2 separate regions of the Mus musculus genome follow, and region 2 is linked to region 1. Evidence: chromatin contacts called from public promoter capture Hi-C data. All regions are on one chromosome and are shown on one strand. The core of a region is the stretch at or near the end of the contact, and the rest is flanking DNA. Distances in the headings are between cores, read along the strand shown.

The links. Promoter capture Hi-C pulls out the DNA fragments that hold promoters and counts their contacts.
Region 2: a promoter capture Hi-C map of liver shows a contact between it and region 1, with 6 times the contacts expected there. The contact joins two enhancer-like sites.

The regions. Positions count from the first base shown.
Region 1 is chr15:99,706,115-99,713,181 of GRCm38.p6, reverse strand. It overlaps Smarcd1 (SWI/SNF related, matrix associated, actin dependent regulator of chromatin, subfamily d, member 1), which reads right to left. Exons shown (of 13, transcript NM_031842.2): 7 at 5,770-5,871; 8 at 5,381-5,542; 9 at 5,200-5,297; 10 at 3,766-3,901; 11 at 1,967-2,089; 12 at 922-1,023; 13 at 1-810. The coding sequence ends at 757. It also overlaps the pseudogene Gm17241. Among named protein-coding and RNA genes, the nearest start is that of Gm34939, 5.8 kb to the right of the region's middle. Within about 2 kb of position 2,746, at least 13 of the 459 cell types and tissues checked have an H3K27ac peak or open chromatin away from gene starts, as enhancers often do. A contact at or near this core is called in liver, where this site is marked.
Region 2 is chr15:102,087,480-102,094,546 of GRCm38.p6, reverse strand. Eif4b (eukaryotic translation initiation factor 4B) reads right to left here. Exons shown (of 15, transcript NM_145625.3): 7 at 5,794-5,931; 8 at 5,517-5,690; 9 at 4,453-4,681; 10 at 3,053-3,150; 11 at 1,348-1,561; 12 at 834-889. Among named protein-coding and RNA genes, the nearest start is that of Tns2, 12 kb to the left of the region's middle. Within about 2 kb of position 2,611, at least 74 of the 459 cell types and tissues checked have an H3K27ac peak or open chromatin away from gene starts, as enhancers often do. A contact at or near this core is called in liver, where this site is marked.

The sequences.
Region 1 (7,067 bases), core at 1,497-3,996:
AGGAACAGTCTCTGCTGGGAATGACAAGGAAAGGCAAGATCCCCAACCCAAAAGCGTGGGTTAGGGCAGGTGTAGGGAAATCCTAAACTGGGCGGCTACGGGAGTGTGTGGGAGGGAGCAACAATTCAACACACACTCCAATACTGACATGGACCCCTAAGGGGTCAGAGGACACTGAGACAGCAGGTTAAGTCCAGAGGGCAGGGGACCAACCCGGGGCTCAGTGAAGCCCAGGCTCCTTTACTGCCAGAGGTAAAGGAGCCTCTGCCCCAACCTGCGGAGGGGAGGGAAGAAGTCAAGCTACCGGGAGGGCCAAGGTCAGCTAGCTTACAGACTGCCCTAGGCCTGAGGCTCAGACAGGGATAGCTCCCAAGGCCTAGGTCTCCTGACAAGGGCAGGATCAGTGTAGCTGGTCTCCCTCAAGACCACCTGACCTCAGGAGGCCCCCACTCTGTGGTTCTCTAACACTATCTAGAGGTCCTATGTAGGATAGGGAGGTAGAGGCACACAGGAGCCTGATGGGGAGGAGCTGAGGCGGGGTGGGGTGAGGGGGGGACACGACGGGACGGGGGACGACTGGGGTACAGGACGGGATAACAGGTGACTGTGAGACAGAAATGTGACACCCTCTTCATTGTGACACTGTCCTGAAGCCAAGTCCCCTGGAATGCCTCAAGCAAGACCAAGACAGGTACACTGAGGCAGGCAGCACAGGGCCCAAGGAATCGGTGCAGCCAGGCTAGGGCCACAGAGGCCCTATGTGTTTCGGATTCCCAGGGCTTGCTCTAACTCTTGCCGCCTCTGCTGCACCTGCAGAGAAAATAGGGATGCAAGCTGGAGATACCAAAGGCTGGCAACCAGCTGACACCACTCGTCCTGCCTTGTGTCACCTCCCTTGGGCGCCCCAGACACAGCACCAACCTTGGAGTAGAAGTATCGGCACACAGCCTCCTGAGCCCAGGGCTGGAAGTAGAACTCAGCACGACGCTCCTCTTCCGGGTTACCCACCACATCAGTCATCGTCTGGGGGTGGGGGGAGCGGGAGGACAGGACAACATGGTTCCCGCTCTCACAGCTGCTCTCAGTTGGACTGTACCCCTTGCCTGCCCCCAGCTCCCCGCCAAAGATGCTCAAGGTCTAATTCCCCAGCACCTGTGAATGTGACCTGATATGGAAATAGGGTCTCTGCAGATAGTCAAGTTAAGGTGAGCTCATTGGGATTGGCCCTAATCCAGTATAACTGGTGTCCTTACGAAGGAGGGAAATGTAGACAAAGAGAGATACACAGACACAATGTGAAGACACACAAAGACAGCAAGCCTGACCTGAGGGACACACAGGGTCACCAGAAGCTAGCAGAGAGCATAGCAGAGACCAACCCTGTCACTTTCACTCTGGATTTCCAGTCTCCACCACTGGGAGACAATCCCCATTGCTCAAGCTACCCAGTTTGGGTCAGGTTTCTTCAAAAGACCCAGCAGGCCAAAATAAACAAATAAATGACATCCCAAGTCACGTGACCCAAGCACCCATTAAGTCACTGCCAGGTGCCCTTTCTGCTGTGCTGGCCACAGCAGTCACAGCACACCAAGCACCTGAGCTGTGACACCCAGGTGCATGTTCCCGTCTAGGCTTATGATGGTCTTCTCCTGGGAAGCATCTCCAACGTTTTACTCACACTAGCTATGTTTTCCTGATGGAATACATCTGCGGGAGAGCAGAGCCCAGATCCTCAGTTCTAGTCCCAACAGCTGGGAGTCCAGAGACAACACTGGGAAGCACTGACTATGTCCTCATGTCCTGCATCTACTCCCTTTATCAACTCTAGCACGGACCCTGAGATGTACTAAAACAAACAAAAAACAAGACCGGTGATCCCTCCCTTGTCCCCCAGCTCTCTGCACAGGAGTAAAGTGACCACACGCTGCACTCCCTAGGTCCCTCCGGGCCTTTCCCAGGCTCCTACCTTGAGGTCCCTGCACTGGGACTGAAGCCAATCATTGATGAAACCCTGAGGGTCTCGGGCAAAGCTCAACATGAACTCTCGCTGGGTCTTCAGCTGGTTGATGGTCTCTATCGTCTCATGGATCTGAAAGGAAGAAGTGTGCTCCATGTTCAAGGCAGAGAAGCTCTAAAGTAAAGGCAGACGCAGGCTGGCCCTGCTGGGCTTGCTGCCCAGAGTCCACTGGGTCTAAGAGCTCCTGCAGCCCTCTGGCCCCCTTCAGAAAGCAGCGTGCTTGCTTCTATCCAGGTAAGGAAAGTTGTGCTTTCAGTGTCTGATCACCTGCCACCTTCCAACAGACCCACGTGCTCTCTCCACATCTCAAGACACCTGGGCTGAAATCTCCCAAACTAAAATGGTTCCCATTTTTCTAACATCTCCTCCCGCTGCTCCTCTTCTCAATCTTACTGCAGACAACTCTCCACCCCAGGCAGGCCTCCTCTCAGCCCCATCCAACAGGGGCCACATTCCTTTACTGTGACTCTCAAAACAGAACTCTAGAACCTTGACCTCTCTCACACAGACTATCAGTCTGGTCTCTGAAGTGGACTTGCTCCAGATCTACCCCTCATCAACGCTCTCCACCTACCTGCTAATGCAAAGAGCATTAGGACCTCCATGAAGAAGGTTTGCACACGCTTTTCCCAGATCAAAGCTTTACAACCAGGCTCCTACTGCCCCAGTGGCACCCTGGCACCTTGTGTCACATTCAGCCAGAGAGCTCTGTACTTCTTATGCTGGTTTTGAGGTCATCTGGCCAGGAACTCCTTATGTACACAAGACTGGCCCTGAACTTGTGGTGTGCCTGCAGCCTCTGCTGCCAAGCGCTGGGGTTACAGGAGGGAACCACCATACCTGCCTCCTAAGGCTGATGAAAGGGAGTTTTAGCTTTCTGCATACCTCTCTCTGTCTCTGTCTGTCTCTCTATCTATCTTTTTTATCTCTCTCTCTCTCCCTCTCTCCTCCCTCCCTCCCTCTCTCCTCTCTCTCTCTCTCTCTATCTCTCTCTCTCTTTCTGTCTCCCTCTCCCCCCCCACCCCCCAGCACTGCTGTGCTCCTTCCCCAGCTGTTCGAGTCCACGTTACCCTTTGGAATTTAGGTGAGGCACCTACTCTCCCAGGATAGCCCAGACATAAGTTATCTCTGGTGGTCACAAGGCACTTTGGCTTTGCCTACAGCAACTCTGCCTATATTGTTAACAATACCAATGGTAGCAGCAGGAAGAGTAGGAAGAGCATCCGTCCACTACTGTCTTACTGGGCTAGGTACAGGCCCGGGTCTTTAAAAACATGGGTCTCATTTCATGCACAGAGCCACCATGGCTTCTCTGCTGAACACGATGTAGGAGAATCATCGTGTGTTTAAGGCCAGCCTAGTCTATAAGGGAGAGATGGACTCGAAATACTGAAAACAAAAACAAAATGTAGCCAGGCAGTGGTGGTGCACACCTTTAATCCCAGCACTTGGGAGGCAGAGGCAGGCGGATTTCTAAGTTCGAGGCCAGCCTGGGCTCTAGTTCCAGGACAGCCAGGGCTACACGGAGAAACCCTGTCTCGAAAAACCAAAAACCAAAACCAAAACCAAAAACTAGAACGTTAACAGGCAGCTCTAGGTGCATGTGTGTGAGCCTGCCTCCACTTATCACCCAACACTGCCAACAGCCTGGCATGTGCTGGTTCTGGATATCAATATGTTTTTAGTTAAAACCAAAAATCAAAAGGCAGTGAGGAGCTATGATGGAGGGGAGGGACAGAGAGCCCTACCTTGTTGTCTAGAGTGGCGATCTCCTGCTGGCTGGCAGTGGACAACAGGAAAGAGTTCATCTGGGTCTTCAGAGTGTCATCCACCTCCACGTCAATGTCATAGCACGCGGTCTTTTTCTGGTCATTTGGGTCCACACTGGGGAGGAAAGCAACAGGGTTCAGTAAATGGCTGTCCCTGAGACCTACCTGCCAACGTCAGAAAGATGGTCCAGGGATGAGGGGGAAACAAAGCGACTGCAAAGGTCAAAGGGCACAGAGGAGACGCTCTACATCTTCCTTCTGAGAGCTGTATGGAGCTGTATCTCCAGATGTCTGTACTCTAAATAGATATAACGTATGATATAGCCTGTCTCTATGAATAACAAATTGTAACTCACTAAATTTGGTTTTCATTGCATTTACTTATTATGTGTGCGCGTGTGTGTGCACACTCTACAGGTGAGAGGACCATTTGTGGAACCAGTTCTCTCCATCTATCACTGGGTGCCTGGGTTGATGTCAGGCCAGACAGCTAGAGCCTTTAACCTGCTGAACCATCTTGCTGGGCTGAGCTTGGCTTTATGAAAGTCATAAAATTCAAGTAGCACCAAAGGCATTTTGTGTAAAGTTTTAAGCAGGAGTCCAAGCTGGCAGTGGTGGCGCACACCTTTAATCCCAGCACTTGGGAGGCAGAGGCAGGTGGATTTCTGAGTTCGAGGCCAGCCTGGTCTACAGAGTGAGTTCCAGGACAGCCAGGGCTACACAGAGAAACCCTGTCTCAGAAAAAAAAAAAGGTGGTTGCTGATCCCACCATAGTGGGAGCTGGTAACTAGACTCCAAAGGGAAGTGGGCCTGCTATGACAGTGCTGGCCCACATCCAGCCATTAACTCTAGCATGGGCCAGAGAAGAGCATGCCACCACAACAGTCACCTCCAGGGCATAAACCCCTCACAGGCGAGCAGAGTAACAGGCAAGCACAAGTTGGTGTCACCATCAGTTTTAATATAGTAAGGAGCTTATGTAATTTAAACAGAAACAGAACAGGCACATCTAACAAGACCACCACAGCCTGACAACGGGCCGTGCAAGCTGCTCTGCAGGCAGGCGGGCGCCAGCACACACTCACTGCTCTGTAGGCAGGCGGCAGCACACACTCACTGCTCTGCGGGCGGGCGCCAGCACACACTCACTGCTCTGTAGGCAGGCGCCAGCACACACTCACTGCTCTGCGGGCGGGCGCCAGCACACACTCACTGCTCTGTAGGCAGGCGCCAGCACACACTCACTGCTCTGCGGGCGGGCGGCAGCACACACTCACTGCTCTGTAGGCAGGCGCCAGCACACACTCACTGCTCTGCAGGCGGGCGCCAGCACACACTCACTGCTCTGCGGGCAGGCGGGCGCCAGCACACACTCACTGCTCTGCGGGCAGGCGGGCGCCAGCACACACTCACCTGATGACATGATTGATGATGATGGGCTCTGGTGGCATAAGCAAGGCGTGGAGCCGCTGAGGGATCTCTGAGAACTTCATCCGCTGAGATTCAAAGATCTGAGGCGGGGAAGAGGGAGAGGCTACAAATCGGCACATTCAGTGCGATGAGACTCCCAAAATAGAAGGTGCCCTTCACATACCTGCTGGAGGTACTTGTCACAGAGAACAAACTCTCGCTCGTGAGGGTCCTGGAGCTTGTGTGTTTTAATATACTGCCACAGTGCTTGGATGATCACTGGACGTGTCTGGGTATGGATGCCCAAGAGCCGAGCCAGGCGAGGGTCTAATTTAAACTGGGGGGGCTGCGGGGAACCAAGAGTACAGATGAAGCTAACGAGCTGGCTCCATGTGTCTTTTGGGGCGCTCAGTACAGGAACACATTCAATCTAACAAACATTGGCAAATCTGGATAGCAAAGCTAGAGGACAGAGAGACTCGCTTGCTGTCGCTATAGACTTTGACCCTTCTGAGTAAGAACTCATGCAATATGGCCGTGAAAGCTGGACTCCTTCACACCTCCAAAGCATACCTGGTAGTCCAGCATCAGCAGGACAGTACACCGTACATTCACATCTCCTGGCCGCTTCACCTGGAAGCCATCGGTCTCCTGGGTAGTGGCGGTCCTGTGCCACTGCAGAGAGGAAGGTGTCAGGGTGTACTCTTCCAGAGGAAGAGCTGGGGTGGGAGGGACGCGTGTCGGTAATAACTCAACATTTAACTTTGATTACTGAGGCTACTGGGGAAGAGCAACAGCTCAAGGTATCTCTAAAAACACATATGGCTTTGGAATTATTGTCTATGTAGGCAGAACCTTCTAATCCTGTTTGAAATGGCGGTGTTTAAAAAGGCTTAAATTCGCCTGGCAGTGGTGGTGCACGCCTTTAATCCCAGAACTTGGAAGGCAGAGGCAGGTGGATTTCTGAGTTCCAGGCCAGCCTGGTCTACAGAGTGAGTGCCAGGACAGCCAGGGATACACAGAGAAACCCTGTCTCGGAAAAAAAAAAGAAAAAGAAAAAAAAAAAAAAGGCTTAAATTCCCAGTGATAATTTCACCCACAAAATGACTTTTATACATGGAACAGAAACCTAAGCTTCGCCTTTCCGGCGGTGACGACCTCCCTACGAGAACATGCCTCTCGCAAAGGATCTCCTTCATCCCGCTCCAGAAGAGGAGAAGAGGAAACACAAAAAAAAGCGCCTGGTGCAGAGCCCCAATTCCTACTTTATGGACGTGAAATGCCCAGGATGCTATAAAATCACCACGGTCTTTAGCCATGCACAAACGGTAGTCTTGTGTGTTGGCTGCTCCACTGTCCTCTGTCAGCCTACAGGTGGAAAAGCAAGGCTGACAGAAGGATGCTCCTTCAGGAGGAAGCAGCACTGAAAGCCCCTGATTGAAGATGAGTGGGAACCTTCCCAATAAACACGTTTTGGATATTAAAAAAAAAAAAAAAAAAAAAAAAAAAAAAAAAGAAACCTAAGCTTCAATTTACTGAGGGCTAAGCTGTCTATGAGTCTACGACACACTACATTCAGTACGTTACAGAGCTAGAACTTGAGCTGACTCTAGGCCACAGGTCTAGCTACTCTACACTACTGCTATGCTATCAAATCAAGCACTTTACAGATTTCTACCAACTCTGTGACTTACTTCCCATGTCTCTTAGTGGCTGGAGATAAGGGGCTGCAGCTACGGTGGTAAAGAAAGGGGCAGGTTAAGTCCCCAGAGAGCACTAGGCCACTCTAGTTTATGTCCCCACAACCCTGTTGCTAACAGCTAACAGTCTTTGAAGCATTGTACAACCAGGCGTTAAGTGTTCCTGGCTGT
Region 2 (7,067 bases), core at 1,362-3,861, 2.4 Mb before region 1:
AAAGCCTTTTTTTCCCATTAAAAGTCCTACTGTAGTGACCATCACCTAGAAAGCAGGACAGAAATAGGAACTAGATAGATTGTTCTGTAGTGACCTTGGTTTACTAATGGTGACATTTCAAACTTGGACAGGACAGACACATTTATTCCTGTCCAATTTCTCCACAAAGGCAGGCTTTACCAGGAAGAGGCAGCTTTAAATACTCTTTGAAGAAGTCATTCCTGCCCTCTTCTGGCAGAAAAGGTAGCTCATCAAAGAACATTAAACAACAACAACAATAAAACAATTGACAGCTGAACGTTGATGGGGGTAGGGAAGTAGAGCCACTGCTAAGGTGTCAGCGTTTCTATAATCCTCAATAAAACACAGTAGGCCACTCCCTCACAAAAGCCATGAAAGTAGAGGCTGGCTGGGAAGAAGGGGACTGGCAGAAAGGAGGCTAACAGGGCAGCAGTGATGACCATGACTGAAACACATCACTTGACCCAAGAACTAACACTGCAGCTTCCATTAAAAAATGTCTTCTTGCTAGGTAGTAATGGTGCACATCTTTAATCCCAGCACTCGGGAGGCAGAGGCAGGTAGGTCAGCCTGGTCAGAGTTCCAGGACAGTCAGGGCTACACAGAGAAGCCTTGCCTAGAGAAAAACAAAAAGAAAAATTCTTTGGCAAGATGCTTAATCCTGGAGTCTCTCATTACAGGCATTTATTTTATTTATGTGCATTGCCTGCGTGTGTGCACATCAAATGCCCTGGAAAGAACTGGAGATATGCATGGTTGTGAGTACCACAGGGGTGCTAGGAACTGAACTTGTTCACATGGTGCAGGCTCACCTTTTCTTGATGGTCCTTCCTCAGGGGGCTGGACTGCAGCTACTTTCCCTCCACCACTGGAATAAAGCAGCAAGCAATCAGCCATCAGTTTTTACAGGAAAGACAACACAAGCTTACACCATTTTCCAAATGTACCAGGCTGCCTTTTCATTCCACACTACAATATTAAAATACAGGAAAGACTGTTGTCTTCTACACTTAAGGGCCATATGCTTTGGAAATCCAACATGCTTAGCTGGAGTCTTCTCTTGGAAAAATTTAAGAATCACTTGAGTGAGCAAGGTTACACTGACAGTATGTCCCAGGGCAAAGCATGTCTACATATTTCTATGGTAAATATTCCCATCATAGCTGATCTTAATCCACCAAACTCATGTCAACTGGTTAACAAAAATCAAGAAAACAGATACTGTTGAGACAACAGTATATGAATTATACAGGAGGCAACCTCCTCTGCAGCACACACTCCCTCAGGGCACCTCCACTAAGCAGCTGCTGTTACAGGCCTACTCACCTTGTAGGGGACGGCTGCTCTGTGTCTGAGCTCTGAGATCGGGCAGGAGGGTTAGAGCTTCGCTTCACCCACGCATTCTCCTTTGGTGGAGGGGCTGGCATTACCTTTAGAGGCTGGTCAGGTTTAGGAGGCTTAGAGGTTGGAGAGTGACAGTCTTCTTCTTTATTGAGGGTTTCATTTTCTAGAGACTTCTCACTCTCTCTCCTTCGTGTATCTGTGGGGGAAGAGGAGCTCGCTGTACAGAGCCCACCTGGACTGTAGCAGCAGGGGAATAGGGGCATCACATTCTTTTCCATCAGCAGCAGACAGACACTAACTGGTTCCTGATAGCTACAGTTACACATAAACCAATGGCTTCCAGGCCACCTGGAGAAAAGTGCTTTCTGGAAAAGGGGAAAAAGCTATCTGAAAGAACAGCAATCTTGTCTTTATTTGGAAGGAATGAACACTTTTTTCGGGGAGGTGGGGGGGGGGGTGTTACAACTTGTCTATGTATTAGGACAGCCGTAACTGGGAATAACACGCTCTTGTGGTGAATGGGACTCAGGACCAAAGCCCAGGAACCACTGCCCAACTCCAGCTCAGCAGAGGCCTTTACATGGGGACAAAAACCCAGACACATTTGTATTTGCACAAAAACTTCTCTGGAACCATGGAGCTTGCTTTGCCAACAGTTACAGCCTACATCTGAAGTACAAGCTCTAGCAAAGCGGCTACACAAAACCAGTATCACACTTACTCTAGCCAGAAGGAGCACTACACCATGTTACAGGGCGACTACAAAGGTCAAACAGCTTCAGAAAACTCTTACAACACTTGGCTCCATTGACAAATCACTCTGGCTTTGGGCTGTTTTAAAACACTCAAGTACAAGTAAACTTGGGAGGAAGGAGAGCTTTAGCAACAGCGAATCACAGTAAGAGGAGGACTCTACAATTCCTGTAAACCATCTGTATCAAATTCATCGTGGCATTAAGTGTCTTCTTTGTGCCTGGTACCTAGAGGCCAGACGTCATAATGACATCTTCTGGAACTGGAGTTACAGGTGATTGAGGGAACAGGGGAATTAAAACTGGGAACTCTACAATTTCTCCTTTACAGGAGGAGGGGTGCAGTCATCAGTGGCCCAGGACTCTGTGACACTACACACACATGCTAATGAGGAAATGACCATTTACCCCCAAGAACACCACTAATGTTGCCTAAACAACATCAAATAATGTCACCCCAAGAGGTCAAAAACCAGTGCAAAGTGAGGTGGCTCTAAAAAAACCAACACCAGTGAGACAGAAAATAGGGCTGGCAAAATATCATAGCAGGTAGCTTGCCACCAAAACCTGCTGAGATCAATCAATGACTGGAACATTCTCTCTGGGGAAAACAGACTGCTCCGAGTTTTCCTCTGGCCTTGTATCATGACACAAGACCCCACTCCTCCACAAAATAAATGGTAAAAAACAAAAACAAGACATCTAACAGTCAACTATTCTCCTTAGTGACAGACAGTCTGCAGATCACTGAAGTGTCTATTCTGGCACCTGTTCGAGGCCTTGCTAACTCAGGAGCTTCTGAGCAGAGCTCAAGGCCAGTCTGGTCACACAAGTCTTAGGACAGCCAAGGCTACATGGGAAAAAGAAGTTAACACTGCACAGCGCCCACACATCTGCGGGAGACAGGACTCCGATACCCACCCCACCTGACTTACTTCTGCCAGATGTGGCTGAGGCCCCAGTCTGCGATGACTCACTTCCTGTCCTTGACCGTTCTCTTTCCTGAGTTTCTTCACTTCGCCAGCTTGGGTGTCTGCACACAAGAGATCAACAAAGACGACACTTAATGCCACAATGAATCTGATACAAATGGTTTACACGAATTAACATCTATTAATTAATTAATTAATACACGGTCTTGGTGAGTGCAGGCCAGAGGACAACCTTGGGACATTGTTCCTTAGAAGCTACCCACCGTATTCTAATTTTATGCATGTGCTGCCCACATGTACGTCTGTGTACCATGCATGTGCCTGGTGCCTAGAGGCCAGACATCATCATGAGATCTTCTGGAACTGGAGTTACAGGTGGTTAAGGGAACAGGGGAATTAAAACTGGGGATTCTACAAGAGCAGCAAGTATTCTTAAGCTTTGTCACATTGGCCCACATGATCAGTGTAAGATTGTATCACACGGCTTTCTTTATCTTAAACCATTTCAAGGCAGCAGGTTACATATGCTGTTCTGAATACCTCAGGATTCCACATTAGCTTCTGCTCTGAAGACAGATGTGAAAGTCATTCAGACAGAACAGTGCTGAGCTTTTCCTAATAAAATCCTAAAATATATATATATATTTGTGCCAGGTATGGTAGCACATACTTTTAATCCCAACAATCCTAGGAGGCAAAAGCAGGTAGACCTCTGAGTTTGAGAGGCCATTCTGGTTTTCGGACAGCCAGAACTAGAGACCCTGTCTCAAAGAAAACAAAAATATTTTTCTAACAATTCTTATATTCTTTATGTTTGTATGCTATATGACCATAGCATACAAGCTTACAGAAAAAAACAGCGAAATAATTCCTGGCTATATTCAACAAGAAAAAGCATTCTCTATGTAATAAGAGAGAATGAATTTAGAGGTCATGCTGGCACCTGCACCACCTGGTAGCAGAGCATGAAGAGCATGAAGAGCATGAAGCCTGACTGGGCTCAGTGATTTCTGGTGTGGCCTGTTTTCAAAGATCAAGGCTAGTGAGATGACTTGGTAGGCAAGGACACTTCCTGCCAAGTCTGAAGATGCACAAAGTTGTCCTCTGACCTCTACATGCATGCTCACAAAGGTCAATAAAAAAAGAATTGGGTCAACCATTTATTTACTTCTGTTCCAAAGCACTACCAATTTCTATTTATGTCAGGTGTAGCACAAGTCTTTTTGAAAACATGAAGTCACAGAAGTCTTTAGTGTGTGACACTCTTACACTCTGTAGACTGCTCCACCCCACCCAATAAACACATCCGCGTGACAACCAGTAACCACTCCCATTTCCCAAGTGCTCAGGGCTAGGGTTAGGACTTGGCAGTAGGGAGAAGCCCCTTGTTGAAGACGCCTCACCTCTCCCGGGGCCGGCGGTCTAGTTTTGGCTCATCCAGCTGACGCTGCAGCTTCTCCTGCTCCTTCTGTAGCCGCTCCTCTACTTCTCTTTCCCTAGCAGCTGTGTCAACAGGCTTCGCCCCTCCAAAGATGGAGGCTGCCCGGCTGGACTGGGAGGTGCTGGCGGAGGCGTCATCCTCCTTAGGAGCGCTTCGAGGCTTGAGGTTCAGTCTGGGTCTCTGGGGGGGACCTAAGGCAAACGAGACTCTAAGTTAAAGTTTCCAAAACACCAGGAGGTGACTGCTGAGAGCCAGACTCGAGACTCTTAGGAATCTTGTTCAAGGATCTGGTCTGAAGATGAACATTTTCAACAGGTTAAAAACAAACAAACAAAACCTTGTAGCAATATGACATGGAAGAGTTTTAGGTGTGTATATTATAGACACAGGCGAACACAGCCATCAGTGCTGGAGTAGTCTCACTCTCTGCATGGCAGGCAATTAGAATCTAAACTACCTCCACAGCCAAGGGAGGCTCCATCTAGTTCTTACACTTTTGTATGAAATTCTTAGTAGTCCAATTTCTTTCACTTTTCAAATTATCAAAGTACTTTCAAAATAGACTTAAATTTAATCAAGCAGTGTTACCTAACAAGACCAATTTTCATCCTGATCAAAGGTAGAAAAAAACTAACATTCAGATGGTGTCGCCACACTTAGCCTAGGTGGCTGCTGTTTATTCTTAGCCCTTGTTAGAGCTGATTGTAACAGTGCTTTGTTTCGGTAACTAGGGGCACAATACTCAGAGTTGACCTCTGAAAACTAATCTCACCATTCATAGAATCAGTGATAATGACTGGCTGGGACTCTCATTTTCCTCACTGATAGGGCAACAGAAGGCTGTGTCTTCTCCTTTTCTACAGTTCATTAAATGTTAACTGAAGATGGCTATGGAGCAGCATCCAAGATGAAAACATTCTGTCTCCACGCTGCCATCCACACCCAGGTCTACTGTGCTCTGCCACCTCCTTTACAACTGAGAAACAACTTTCTAGTTTTCTGCTCCATGAAGAAAGAGATGAGTACCTCTGTCATCACGCCTATAATCATCCCGAGAGTAGTCATCCCTGGAGCTCCACGACCGATCATCCCGTCTGTCATAGCGGTCTTCATAGCGGTCCCCACCTCCTCTGTAGTCATCATCTCTCCGGTACCCACTTCCAAATGCCCTTCTGCCACTGCCTATCCTGGAGTCATAGCCTAATAACAGATCTCAAATTGTGGTCACACAGAAAGGGGGGGGGGAGCAAAATAGAAAATTCTTGAGAAGTGTTTTTCAACTGAGTATTATTATCATGACTACCTCGGTCATAGTCTCTGCTGCCTCGGTCATCATAGCGATCCCGGCCCCCATAGCGGTCCATGTCTCTGCGTGGGCCGTCCCGATATCCGTCCCTATACCCATCCCGATACCGGTCTGAATCGTAACGATCTCGATACTCTAGAAAGAAAAGAAAACAGGTAACAAGTGTGGCAGCTCACTAGACCAATTGGAGTTCTATTCTGACTACAGCCACAAACCATTTGTACCAACTTAAATGTTTTAGTATTTATTTCTTTAAAAGAAAAAAACAATCCCTGATGGGTGCTAGGAATGGAGCTCACTCGGCAGAATGCTTGCCTAACACACATGCGGCTCTAGATTTAATTCATAGGACCACACTACCACTTGGGATGCTGGGCAGCAGCAGGATCGCAGCAGGATCAAGTTCAAAGTCATTTTTCTTTCAAAAAGCCACCCCTGGCACCCCCATAACAGGTACAGGATATCTCCCTGATTCAATTTTGTGGTTTTAATATGCTTTTTCTTGGGTGGATAATGATAAATATCTATATATTCTATACAAATTCTAGAACATGATGTTTAAATACATTTAAGCACAAGAGACTATAGCTAGAATTTTCTATGTTTGATACCAATCAACCAAAGACTGTTTCAAAGTTTGGCATGAGGGTCAGAGACGGCTCAGCAGATCCTGCCTCTCAAGCCTGACAACCTGAGTTCCATTCCTAGGACCCACATGGAGGAAAGAAAACAAGGCTCTCAAAAGTTGTCCTCTGACCTCCACAACTTATACCAAGGCATACATGTGCTTGGTTAGGCAACCAATAAATGTTTTTAAAAAATCTGGCAGTGGCTAAGGAGAAGGCTCTACTCTTAAAGAGTGCACACTGCTCATAGGTCAAGTATCCAGTGCCTTCTTTTGGCCTCTCTGGATCCTGTTCTCGACTACACACTCCCTCCACGTTATCTCCCTCCCTTCTTGCTGTACGTGAACTTGCTTTGTAAACCAGGCTGGCCTTGAACTCTAGCTGCATCTGCCTCCTGAGTGCTGGGAATAAAGGATGCACCACCACACCTGACAAAAAAATAACACCCTAATCTCAACACACAGTAGGGTTAATGCAGGCAGATCTCTTGAGTCCCAGACCACCCAAGACTACATAGTGAGACCACCTCAAAAACAAACTTAGTATTAACACAACCCAGTACAGGCAAACACAAGGCTGCATCTCACCTTCACTCTCACAGCACTGCCCAGCCTTTCCTGCTGCTGCCAGTGTTCAGTGAAAAGG